Linked DNA regions of Zea mays: regions 2 and 3 are each linked to region 1. The links are chromatin contacts, called in public Hi-C maps. All regions are on one chromosome and are shown on one strand. Each heading gives the region's core, a stretch centred on a gene start, on an enhancer-like site or on the middle of the called end of the contact. The rest is flanking DNA. Distances are from core to core; before and after follow the strand shown.

Region 1 (4,108 bases), core at 729-3,228:
AATATCGTGAAATGCCTTATCTAGACGCAACACCTTGTCCTCGTGGTTGATGATGACGAAGTCAAGAGGATGCTAAATGTAGACCTCCTTGACTAGCTCATCATTGAGAAACATGGACTTGACATCCATGTGGTCCATAGACCACCCCTTCTAGGCAGCGAGTGCCAGCAGAAACCACACTGACTCAATGGATGTTATAGGTGCAAAGACCTCGTCAAAGTCCACGCCTGATTGCTAGACATGGCCCTTCAAGATAAGCCATGCCTTGTGCTTAATCACCTTGCCGACACCGTTCTTCTTCTCCTTTTTCCTTTGCACTTGTTGATGGATGATTTCCATGTCCCTGATCTCTTGGTCCAACTCCTCCTCCTGGAGTGTTGGACTGGTGGCCTTTCTCTTCTGGCTTCGAGCCTCTCGGAGAGAGAGAGTCTCCTGGTTTGTGTCCAGTGGCTGCAGTGTAGCAGCCCCTGGCACTGTTGTCTTCTTCGGCGGCATGACGAAGGTCAGTGCTTTGTCGAAGGCTGTGGAAGTGAGTACACCGGAGGTGGGCGCCAATGTTGGGGACTTGTTCTCAAATGCTATGAATTAAGAACAAGGCAACACAAAAATAGGTTAATGGTTAATGTCATTCGTCCTTCGAAGCATTATTTCCCCAAGGATATAATGATCTTCGGACGAAGGTTATGAAGGATATACCTTCATCATCACATCATATATATATTAATGAAATACGAAACATATGAAACATGAGAAATAACATGAATAATCATACAACATTGCTAATGTATCTTTATTATATCACTATGGATGAATGAGAACAATATTGAATTACATTTATACCTTCGGCTTGACGGAAGGTAAAAAGTCCAAGCGTGACGCACAAGCGAATACAAGTCAGCGTGAACAGTACGAGGTACTGTTCATCTATTTATAGGCACATGGCACAGCCTGTGTAAATTTACATTCATGTCCTTCATATTTACTATTGACTTATGGACAACCCAATGGGGAATAGATAACCTTTTCCTCTTTACGTCGCTTCCTTTTTCTACCATTACGCCGAAGCTCCCTTGCGTGTAGCTTCGGAGCAACATCAATCTTTGTCTCGACCACGCTTTTCACATCGTATAGATCAGGGGGTGTTTGAGAGTAGGTATGGGATGACTTAGTGTTTTGTAAAGATCAGGGGGAGTTTTTTTCCTTTTGATCGGAAGAACTTGTATGTACATCATGTTGTACTCTTTTCTTTGTATGAGTATTAACCTATTTAGGTTTCTCATTCAAAGTTTTTAACGAGGCAACATCAACACAAGGCCTATGTCATATCATCTATTTTTCCCGTAGAGGTTTTCGAGGATGATACATTATGACATAGCTATTGTTGCATTTGAACTAGGTTATGGGCTTATCTCCCTAGAGTTCAAACGGATCAACAATAGAGTATGACTACTCTCCTTATTTTTCCCGTTGGGTTTTAAGGAGACTCAGCTGATATGTTGATTTCTCAGATTTTCTGACTAGATTATCTTGGAAAAATATTAGTGTGAGTTATATGTCTCATCATTTATTTTCCCCACTGGGGTTTTTGAGATGATGACTATAGACATATTATTGTTCTTTGGACTAGAGGTCTATGGGAGAACAATGGCATACCATGGTCCAATTGAACCATCGACAATTATCTATAAGGATAATTGAGCTTGTGTTGTTCAGATGAAAACATGTTATATCATGAGCAACATTAATAAGCATATTGCTCATAAATTGTATTATTCATCTTGCAAACAAAGTCTTGTGATAATCTTGCTGATCTATTCACAAAATCTCTACCATACTCAACGTTTTCAGAAATGTGTTGAGGTGATTGGTATGCGAAGACTTAAGTGCTTACAAGGATCAGGGGGGAGTAATTCTCCATGATATTTGACCTGTTTTGTACCATCATATTACACTCTTTTCTTTGTATGAGTTTTGCCTTGTTATGGTTTTCTCATCCAAAGTTTTTAACGAGATAATATCAATTAAGCTATATGCTTCATCATTGATTTTTTCCAGGGGGTTTTATACATGATGATTACAAGCATATTTTCTTTTGGAGTTCAATATGAGTTTTACTCATAATCCAAAAGATATTGTATACTCCTTATTTTTCTCACAGGGTTTTTGAGGAGATGATATATTGAAAGACAGATTGCAGATTATCAAATGGACTTGGATTGATTAGGGGGAGTGTTACAAAACATGTTACCATGATGTGATCAACCCTTGTCAATTCTCTCCCAAGGGACACACCCTTTGGGAGACATTGTTTTGTACTTATATATAAACAGTGTACTCTCTGCAATAAAGACAACAATAACTTCATTCTGTCATTCTCTCTGGTCTTTTTCGTTATTCTCTAACAAAAAGAACAGCCGGAATCTCATCGAAGGGAGATTCCAGAAGTAGGATTCCAGCCTGAACTTTTCTCGAGCCAATGTTTGCCTAGCAGCACAGATACGTTGTTTCGCATCATCAGTGTCTAGTCGACGAAGGCCCCGGGGACGAACTGGCGACGGCGCAGACCAGACGGAACAAGTCTGTCTGTGGATCGCTGCCGTCGGGCCCGTCGTCAGCTGCCGCGCACGAAGCCTCTCATTCTTCTCCCCCCTTTGGAACAAAGGGTTGGTAAAAGAATTATATATTGGATTTGATTCATCCAGGCGTTTTTCCTAGGATTTAGACATTGTAAGACCCTGCAAAAATTCTACGAAATACCTCAATCCATAGTCATGTTGAAGTGAACTTAAAAGGGGTCCAACCTATGTTTTTCTTTCTTTGTGTCTATTTCTCTCCATAAATTCCTATGAAAAACCTATGCGTCTATTTCTCTCCTTAAATTCCTATGTTTTTCATGTGTTGCATCTAAATCCATATAGGATTGTCTCATGCGTTCGAAAGCAGACCTTATTATGGGCTGGGCGCTGTTCTCCAAACCAGGAGCCCTGGACACCACGCACGCATTCCCGGCCCACCGAGCCTGGTCGCACTCGCGCACAGCAACAAAGCAGACGCAACCAACGATAGCTTCCTCCGGCCCGGCCCGGTCCTCCCCAGCCGTCAGTCAGTCGCCGCCCCTTTGCGGGAACGTGCTCGGAAGCAGCAGCAGCCGTCTCCTCCCCTCCCCTCGGCACCTCAATCTTTTCTTCCCTCATCGATCTCTACTCCCCTCCCCTTTTTATACCGCGTCGTCGGTCCGAGGCAAAGCTTTTCCTCTTTCTGCGTCTGCCACTCGTCCCTCCTGGATCAGTGAGTCCCGGAGTGGAAGATCCGGCCTTTTTAGCTGCTTGTAGTGGTAGTTGGTTGTTTCTGGGGAGTTGCACCACCGGGAAGCGGGGCAGGAGAGGAGGGTTGGTGGGATTGCGGTGATGGACTCCGGCAACAGCGGGAGCCTCCAGTCGTCTAGCGGCGGCGGCGACGACGAGTACGACTCGCGGGCCGGCGGCGGTGGAGGGGGCGTCGACTCCTCCGCGCTCGCCGCACTGCTCCGACCATCGCCGTCGCCCTCGGCCGCCGCGTTCTCGCTCCACGGCTCCTACTTCGGCCTGCAAGAGCTGACGTCGTCGGCGCCGCCGCCTCCGCAGCAGCAGCAGCAGGCGGGTACCTGGTCATTAGGGGCGTTCGCTGGCGCCTCGGGGCTGCCCTCCTCCTCGTCCCCGCGCGTCGCGCAAGCCGACTCGGGCACGGGCGGGCGGCAGCAGGCTGCTGACACCACGACACTGGGCGGCGCGCCCGCGCCGGCGCAGCCACCGAGGGGGACGCGGAAGCGAGCGCGCGCGTCGCGGCGGGCGCCCACGACGGTGCTGACGACCGACACTTCCAACTTCCGCGCCATGGTGCAGGAGTTCACGGGCATCCCGTCGCCGCCCTTCGCCGCGGGCGTCGGGGTCGGGGGCCCCGCCGCGTCGCTCCGCACCCGCTTCGACCATATCTTCCCCCCGCCGTCCTCCTCCCTGCCGCCGTACCTCCTGCGCCCCTTCCCGCAGAAGCTCCCTGCTGCGCCCTCCAGTTTCCCGCCCTTCACGACGACGACGACGACGGCGTCGTGCTCGTCCACGCCCGTCGGCGT
Region 2 (4,108 bases), core at 561-3,060, 320 kb before region 1:
CAAAAGGGTTAAGAGAGAGGAGCCAAACTGATTTCATTGCTACGTATACGGTTTTTATGTATCGTACATGTAGATGTTGCTTAAATAAGATGTATATTTAAACACGATTATATTTTTTTTTAATTATTGATATGTGTGTATATATTGATAATAACTATTCTTTATATAACGCAAACATACATAAATTAGAGTTGAAACGTTTTATGTGAAGCAACCATGCGCTTGTTGGAAGGAGGTGACACACGAAGAAGCTAATGTTTAAATTATACTTCTTTTATTTTTTTTATTTGTTGCAGTTTAGTTTAAAAATAAACTAGTCGATAACAAATATTCAATAATGGATATAGTAATAGAGTTATATGTCGAATAAGGGTCATGTGAAAAAGTAGTTTGCTTCAATATGAAAAAGGCATACGACAATCGGTCTCACGAGCAAGCACACGGTGCACGCACAATTTGTGATCCCATGCACGGGTGCGTGACGCCGCAAAGGAGATGCGTGGGACCGGCGCACGCAGCAGCGGGCGTGGCTGCACGCACGGCACGTCTGTAACTGCAACAGCGAGGTCTGTAATGGCGTCACGTCGGGCAACGGCGAATGTGGCGGCACGAGAAGGATGCGTGGTGAGAGCGACGCCAAACCACGGTGCCGGCGTGTGCCAATCCAACGAACCCAACACGCAGAATACATGATGCGAAAGGCGATTAATTTCTTTTCTTTTTTTTTTCGTTTCAGTTGCCGACCGTATTCTGGGCCTGTTTGGTTCAGCTTTTTTCTGACCAGCTTTTCTGAAAATCTAGCTGTGGGGAGAATCTGGCTGTGCGAAGAATCTGAGTATCATTACGATTACGTGTGGAGGAAGATAAAGTTGTTTACAGGGCTCAGGATCTAGAAAGTGACGGATTCCTACTATTACAACGACTCAACCGATTATGTGTTTATGTTGATTTTGAATGGTTTTTGTCCCAACGAATTTTATAGAAACTGGCTGAAAAGCTGAGCGTTTGGCAGTCCGCAGCAGCTTTTGGTGACCAGAAGCTGCCAGAAGCCGAAACAAACAGGGCCTATACGTGACGCTCTGGAGTGTGTTTTCCAGACACGCATGGTTCTCTTCTCTGGCATCACTAGCACCGGTGACCAAACTTGCCGTACAAAAAACGGGGCTGAAGGAAATCACCATTGCCGCTCACCCAAATAAAGACTGTTCCGTTCATTGCCGGTTGGGTGTGGTTCAAACGCCTAATGATCGGCCTCAAGTTGCCGATGGGTTCATTCTCCTGGCTGAGAAAAAAAAAATATACATAGTCGCTCTAGCATATTCGATGTGCATCTCCTCGTCTGCCAGCCTCGAGCACCAAACACCGGCGCAACAAACGAGAACCCGCCACGTGTGCTACCACCGACACCAAGCCGTGGAGCAGGACCATACGCGCCAGTACGTGGCGCTCGGCCAGTGGTCAAAGGCTCTGCGGCAGCAGCACCCCGCCGCATCCGATCCCATTCCACGGAACGCCCGTGCAATTATGGCACCGCGTGGAGTCCGCAGGGAGCAGGTCGCTGGTCCACTGGCCAGTGACTCACTCTCCACGCTCTGCCACTGCCACCATCATCGCTGACACGCTGCTGTAGGAAAAGGGGGGCTTCTCGCCGGCGGAGTAGGCGCGAAGCATAGTAATCCGTAATCAGGAATCACTCACTCCTCCAAAAATTACGGCGACACTGCGATGAAACTGAGGGTTAGGGGGGCGCTAATCAAATGCGGCGAGGCCGCGTCGCTATAAAAGAGCTCCTCGCGCCTCCTTTCCACCTCCCCGCCCCACCAAACACTCCCGCAGACCCACAGCCCCGCCCGTCCCCGTCCGTCCACAGCCAGCTCCGCCTCCCATCCAGCGCCCGTCCACAGCCGCCGCAGTTCCAGTGAGATCGAGCGAGGTAAGCTTAGATCTGAGCGATTTCTCTCGCGCGTCGCAGGTAAAGTTCACTCGACTTCGACTCTCTCATCCTCTTCTGTTCTTCCTGGTTCCGTCTTCTTCCTCGAGCAGACAGCGAGAGACCCGTGGCCTTTTAGATCCCGGGCTTCAGATCTGCTGTTTCTTCTTCGGTTTGGTTCTAGTTCTAGCAGTGTACTAGTACTAGTCGTTAGGTTGGTAGCCAAGAGAGGTTCTTTTTCCACACCTCCCTTGCGCAAGTGAGTCCTGTCCTGAGTGGATCTACCCACCACTGCCATCTGTTTTTACTGTGGCTGTTGGGTTCCGCCAGTTTCTTCGTTTGTTCTTGGTTTGCTAGAGAGAGAGGAAAAAAAACAAAAAAACAAAAAAAAACAGTCTAGATGGCTGCTACTATAGATCTGTCAGGGGAGGAGCTGATGAGAGCACTCGAGCCTTTTATCCGGGATGCCTCTGCTCACGGATCCAGTCCGCTCCTCCACCCGCACCAGCCACTTAGCCCCTCGTCGCCGTTCTCCTTCCACCAAGCCGTCGCCGCCGCCTCCTCCTACGGAGGGAACTACCCGTTCGCCGCGGCCGACGAGGCGGGCCAGCTGAGCCCTTCCCAGATGCAGTACATCCAGGCCCGCCTCCACCTGCAGCGTCGCCAGGCACAGACCTCCGTGCTGGGCCCGCGTGCCCAGCCCATGAAGGCGTCCGCGTCCGCGGCCCCCGCCCCGGCGCGGCCGCAGAAGCTGTACCGCGGCGTGCGGCAGCGGCACTGGGGCAAGTGGGTGGCGGAGATCCGGCTCCCGCGCAACCGCACCCGGCTCTGGCTCGGCACCTTCGACACCGCCGAGGAGGCGGCGCTCGCCTACGACCAGGCCGCCTACCGCCTGCGCGGCGACGCGGCGCGCCTCAACTTCCCCGACAACGCCGCCTCCCGCGGCCCGCTCCACGCCTCCGTCGACGCCAAGCTCCAGAGCCTGTGCCAGAGCATCGCCGCGTCCAAGAAGGGCGCCAAGAAGCCGGCCTCCGCCGCAGCTGCCGCGTCGTCGTCCGCCCCCACCAGCAACTGCTCCTCGCCGTCGTCCGACGACGCGACCTCGTCCTGCCTCGAGTCCGCCACCGAGTCCTCGTGCCCGTCCCCGTCGCCGTCCGCCTCGCCAGGGCCGACGGTGCCGGAGATGCAGCAGCTGGACTTCAGCGAGGCGCCGTGGGACGAGGCCGCCGGCTTCGCGCTCACCAAGTACCCGTCGTACGAGATCGACTGGGACTCCCTCCTCGCCAATTAATCGTCGCCCCTTGTTGGCTGGCTGGCTGGCTGGCTCCCATCCTACCCACACTGCCGTCGTGCAGCAGGAGGAGGGTTAAAGAAGGTTAACGGCCGTCGCGCAGATGGGATTTTAGACATCCTGCGCGGGCACTAGTTGGATCATTAGTGCTAATCCCCGTCCGTCCGTTCGTTGGTTGGTTCTGTGTAGATGTCCGTCCGATTCGTTTGGTCCTTGTCACTGGTGAGTCAGTTGTAGATCTCGGGTTATTTAGGGTTTGGTTCTCCGGAGGAGGAGAGAACCACAACCGACGGGAAGCCGGCGTTTTTGTGTCCGGCGTTCTCCGGTGGTGGCCGGTACGTGTCACACTGGTCAGTGACCCCACCCCCCCGGCCGTTCAGGTGTCCGTTGTCCTGGTAGCTGTTTTTGTTGTGCTAGATGGTGTGCTGTGCTCTACAGGTTGTAAAGAGCAGCACGGTGTGATGTGAGGAGATGCTTGTCAAGCAGTAGTGCTCCGTATGATGTATGTTGTAAAATCAGCTAGCTAGCTGTGTCCAGGAGTTGTAATTTGATGAACTGCTACTGTTGGTGCTACTATTGTATGGTTTATTGTTGTATAAACAATCTGTGTTCGGCTGTTCCCCAGTTTTTCCTTGATTTGAATGTTTGCAAGTAATCACGGCCACAGACACAGACGGCGTGCGTGCGTTCGCTCTGATGATATTAGTAGATTGTCTTGAGCAATCTCAGCTCAGAAAGTTCAACGTTCTTTTTATTTACCACAGACACAGACGGGGCGACCTTGATGCGGCGGGTTGCGTTGCGTTTGCGTATCATGGACTGAACACCCAACGGTTGCGTAACGCGTACTACCACTGCTACCATCGATAATATGATCGGTTCAGCAT
Region 3 (4,108 bases), core at 621-3,120, 270 kb after region 1:
ATTTTGATATTTATTCTAGAAAAAAATGCGTGGTTATTGTTTTAAAATAAAGGTGTTTCTATACTCGTTTATAGAGTGTAAGTGACCTCTGCAAGGTATCACGAAAATTCAATTTATCTTTCTCTGGCTGACTTATTAGCGCTACATAGGAGTGTTGGCCATGTAAGAAAAAAAAAACGTTATCAAAACGGCTCAGAGAGGTTAATTGAACGTTTCAACGGTTAGAGGAGTCTAAGAAAACGATTCTCTAATTGAGAAGTATAAATTAAATCAAACGGACTTTTTTCGGGAAGGCTTCGTAAGTCGGCGCTTGGTGTGACCGCAGATGGTGATATATTAGGTATCAGAGGTAGGACTAGAATTTATGGCAGACCAAAAAGATCACATGATAGCTATGACTTACTAGTTTGCTAAGTCCGTCGATCGTCGGGGACATGTCATATCGTTGCGACGAGCGAGATCTAGCTTGTCGGGCGGAGGTTATATCGTTGCGACGAGCGAGATCTAGCTTGTCGAGCGGATCAACGTCACAATGAAAACAGGACAAGGGACAGAGTTGGCGGTGTCGCATCGGGAATGGGTCGGCGACGAAAACAGGGTAGCGAGCAAACTGGTTTAGGTGATGTCGAAAAGATTAGGATCGGACTGGTAGATGCAAGGACTGGACTGAGAAGATCTGACAAGTAGGCTCATTACAGGGTTGTTCTAGGCCATGTTCTAAACCTATAAAGAAAATTGTTAACTGGTTTTAGCTAGGTTGGGGCATCTAATAACTAATACTTATTTGAGGAGTATAGCCAATAATTAGTTGATTCATTCTAAACCTTTCAGCTAATTTTAGTGACTAACTATTAGTTTTAGAGGTTTAGAACAAGACTTTATACCAGGGGCGAAGCCAGACAACGAAGTTATTGGGGTCACTTTCACTAGATAACAATATATTTGTATAGTATTTTCCAAATTTTATAGGGGTCAGCTGACCCCAACAAATGCCCCCGGCACCGCCCCTGCTTTATACTATCTAAAATTTTGATTTTTTTTTCTACGCTTAACACTAAATAATCATTAGATATAAAAAGATGCGCAAAATTGAGGGGTCATGACCCACTTTGCCTCCCTTTAGATCCGCCTCTAATTAGATCATCTTCAACAACTAATATTTCTGCTCCTAGTTTCTTTATATATTAGAATCCTTCTAAAAGTCTAAATCCCTAAAAAAACACCGAACTCTAACAGCTCCTTAAATATACCCAATTAGAAGAGCAGTCAGCCAATCAAAAACGACAGCACAAGCATCGGCCTCGCACGCACACATGTATCTGCAACACGGACGCGAGCACGCTCTAGAACGTGGGAGTGTGAAAAAAAAACTAGATAGAGGCAGCGGTGGCTCGACCCTAAATTTATATTGCTAGTCTCTAGTTTTGGGGCATCAAAAAAATTGGGAGCACATACATATTAGGAGCGGTTGAACTAGTATTTTTTCATCTTTTATGTCTAAACTATAGTTTTGGAAGTTAATTAGAAGATGTCGAAGATGCTCTTAATTTGCATGGGCTTAGATAGTCAGCACAAACTTTGTGCAAGTTGGGCCAGGCCCATAACGTGTTCGGAAGGCCGAAGTCGACACAATAACGGCACTGGACAGTGTATTCTGACGAGTGGCAGCTAGTAGATAGGCTGGTGGCCGCCGATGGAAACGGAAGCCACGTTCCTCCGGACTGAATATTTTGAGTTTCTATAGACACGTCACTGGTGCTCCGGGACACGCGGAAGCGGAAGCGAAGCAGGCCAAGTCCGGCGAGCTGACTTCACCCCTAGTTGTAGCTGTACTATGCCTCTATCTGTGTGGAACTGCTGTATGGATGATTGTCTCTGTCTTTGACAGCTGGCCCGGTCCCTAAAATCCATCGAAATCCTCCGATTTCCGAAGACGAGACGGATATGCGGTGTGCCAATGTCAAATCTCTGATAGCATTGGTCAATTGACTCGTCCTGAATGCCTCCTCCTAACCTTTGGATCAACAATGGAGGGCGGGGAACGCACGCGTTGCAATTGCAATTGCAACATCCGAACGCGTCGGCGAGCTAGGCGAGCAGATGAACCCCGGTCACTGTTCCCAACATCTCCATCGACGAACATTTCCACGAAAATCTCGCTGCTCTCGCGAAAAAAGGACGCCACCCGCCCTTGCTTGCTCTCCAGTTTGCACCCTGGAGGCAGGTGCAGGGGCGCTCCTCGCCAGCGGGCAGTCAACCGCCCGCGTCGGCCATGGCGGAGGCGGGGAGGCGGACGCTTGCGCTGGTGAACCTGGCGGCCATCATGGAGCGCGCCGACGAGGCGCTGCTGCCCGCGGTGTACCGGGAGGTGGGCGCAGCGCTGGGCGCCACGCCCGTGGCACTCGGCGCGCTCACGCTCTACCGCTCAGCCGTGCAGGCCGCCTGCTACCCGCTGGCCGCCTACGCCGCCGTGCGCTACAACCGCGCCCACGTAGTCGCCGTTGGGGCCGTTCTCTGGGCCGCCGCCACCTTCCTCGTCGCCGTCTCAGACACCTTTGCCCAGGTCCGTTCCCTAGAAAATCCCTGCTTTATCCGGCGGCGTGTTTTCTTTTTTCTCTTTTGGCGTGGGATCTCTTGCCACGAATTTGGTAGGCCACCAGTCCAATTGTGCTCAGCTTTGGATCTGATCATAGAACTATGGTGCGGATTCCAGCGGTATATGCTTCGGTTCACTGCTTTGGTTCATCCGCCGAATAATTCTGTGCTTTGTGCTTTCGCTGTCCAGGATTTACTGGCCAAAAAGATAACGAAGGTTCACTTTAGTTCCCGGTGCGGCTTTGTGCATTACCTTTGAGATGCTATAGCAAACCAAGTTTAGATCAAGATCACCGAAGAAAAAAGTCAACACGGTTTTTTTTTTGCTGTTATTTTTCCGGAGGAGTCAGAATTATTACTTAAATTCAGTTAAAATTTGCAAGTAATGCATTCAATGTGGCTTTATCGAAACATACGAGGAAAGTATAACTGCCATATTCATGGCTGTTAATGGTTGATTTATGTACATAATTATCTGATAACCATGAAATTGGTGTTTTCCTTTTTAAAAAAATGTGTTTTATTTCTTCTCATTTCAAGTTTTGAAGTGGCAACTTTCTCTGTATTTTTCTCCTGGATATAAAACTGTTTTAACTTTCGACCTGTTGTACTCTAATCTGGTTGAATCTCCACGAAATGTCATTGTTCACAACCAAAATTGATTTTGAAGTTCGAAAAAACCTTGAATTTAGTTTGCTTGACATTTTACCGCATCAATTTGCACGCGGTGAAATTTAACTTAAAATAAAGTTTCTATTAGCCCTCAACAGAACAACAGTTCTTTTTTGTATATCTGAGTAAAAGAGTAAAAGATGAGAAGATGTGTGCATGAAAAATGCCTTTTTTTTTAGCAGGTAGCGATAGCTAGATGTTTGAATGGTATTGGCCTAGCACTTGTCACCCCGGCGATCCAATCTCTGGTGGCAGATTGCTCTGATGACAACACTCGAGGCGCCGCATTTGGATGGCTTCAACTTACGGGAAACATTGGTTCAATTATTGGTGGTTTGTTTTCCCTGATGCTTGCACCCACCACAGTCATGGGTATTGCCGGCTGGCGTGTTGCATTTCACATTGTTGCTGTTATAAGCGTTGTAGTCGGTGTGTTGGTTGGCCTATTTGCAGTGGACCCTCATTTCCTCCATGTTGAAAGTGGCGAGCAGCTGTTACGCAAGTCTGCATGGGCAGAGATGAAGGATTTGGTGAGAGAAGCCAAGGCTGTTGTGAAGATCTCATCGTTTCAGATCATTGTGGCTCAGGGTGTCACAGGCTCGTTTCCATGGTCTGCCCTGGCCTTTGCCCCAATGTGGCTGGAGTTGATGGGGTTTACGCACAACAGAACTGGGCTCCTGATGGTAACATTTGCATTGGCAAGCTCACTTGGAGGGCTGTTAGGTGGAAAGATGGGGGATCACTTTGCTACTCGCTTCCCGAATTCCGGCCGAATAGTCCTGTCGCAGATAAGCTCAGCTTCTGCTATTCCGTTGGCTGCTCTGTTGCTTTTGGGGCTCCC

What was found. Hi-C and Micro-C count contacts between places; a contact is called where the count stands out from the background.
Region 2: a Hi-C map of bundle sheath shows a contact between it and region 1, with 2.8 times the contacts expected there. The contact joins the promoter of LOC103632654 here to the promoter of LOC103632658 in region 1. A contact is called at or near these places in 3 of 25 Hi-C or Micro-C datasets (bundle sheath, leaf and leaf mesophyll).
Region 3: a Hi-C map of bundle sheath shows a contact between it and region 1, with 4 times the contacts expected there. The contact joins the promoter of LOC100285582 here to the promoter of LOC103632658 in region 1. A contact is called at or near these places in 9 of 25 Hi-C or Micro-C datasets (bundle sheath, ear, endosperm and 3 more) and 1 of 3 datasets of contacts at active chromatin or transcription factors (leaf).

Annotation. Positions count from the first base shown.
Region 1 is chr7:105,173,972-105,178,079 of Zm-B73-REFERENCE-NAM-5.0, forward strand. It overlaps LOC103632658 (translation initiation factor IF-2), which reads left to right and starts at 1,979. Exons shown (of 1, transcript XM_008654414.4): 1 at 1,979-4,108. The coding sequence starts at 3,408.
Region 2 is chr7:104,856,298-104,860,405 of Zm-B73-REFERENCE-NAM-5.0, forward strand. It overlaps LOC103632654, which reads left to right and starts at 1,811. Exons shown (of 1, transcript NM_001346421.1): 1 at 1,811-3,841. The coding sequence starts at 2,331. The coding sequence ends at 3,221.
Region 3 is chr7:105,448,798-105,452,905 of Zm-B73-REFERENCE-NAM-5.0, forward strand. LOC100285582 (carbohydrate transporter/ sugar porter/ transporter) reads left to right here and starts at 1,871. Exons shown (of 3, transcript NM_001413640.1): 1 at 1,871-2,563; 2 at 3,450-4,108. The coding sequence starts at 2,273.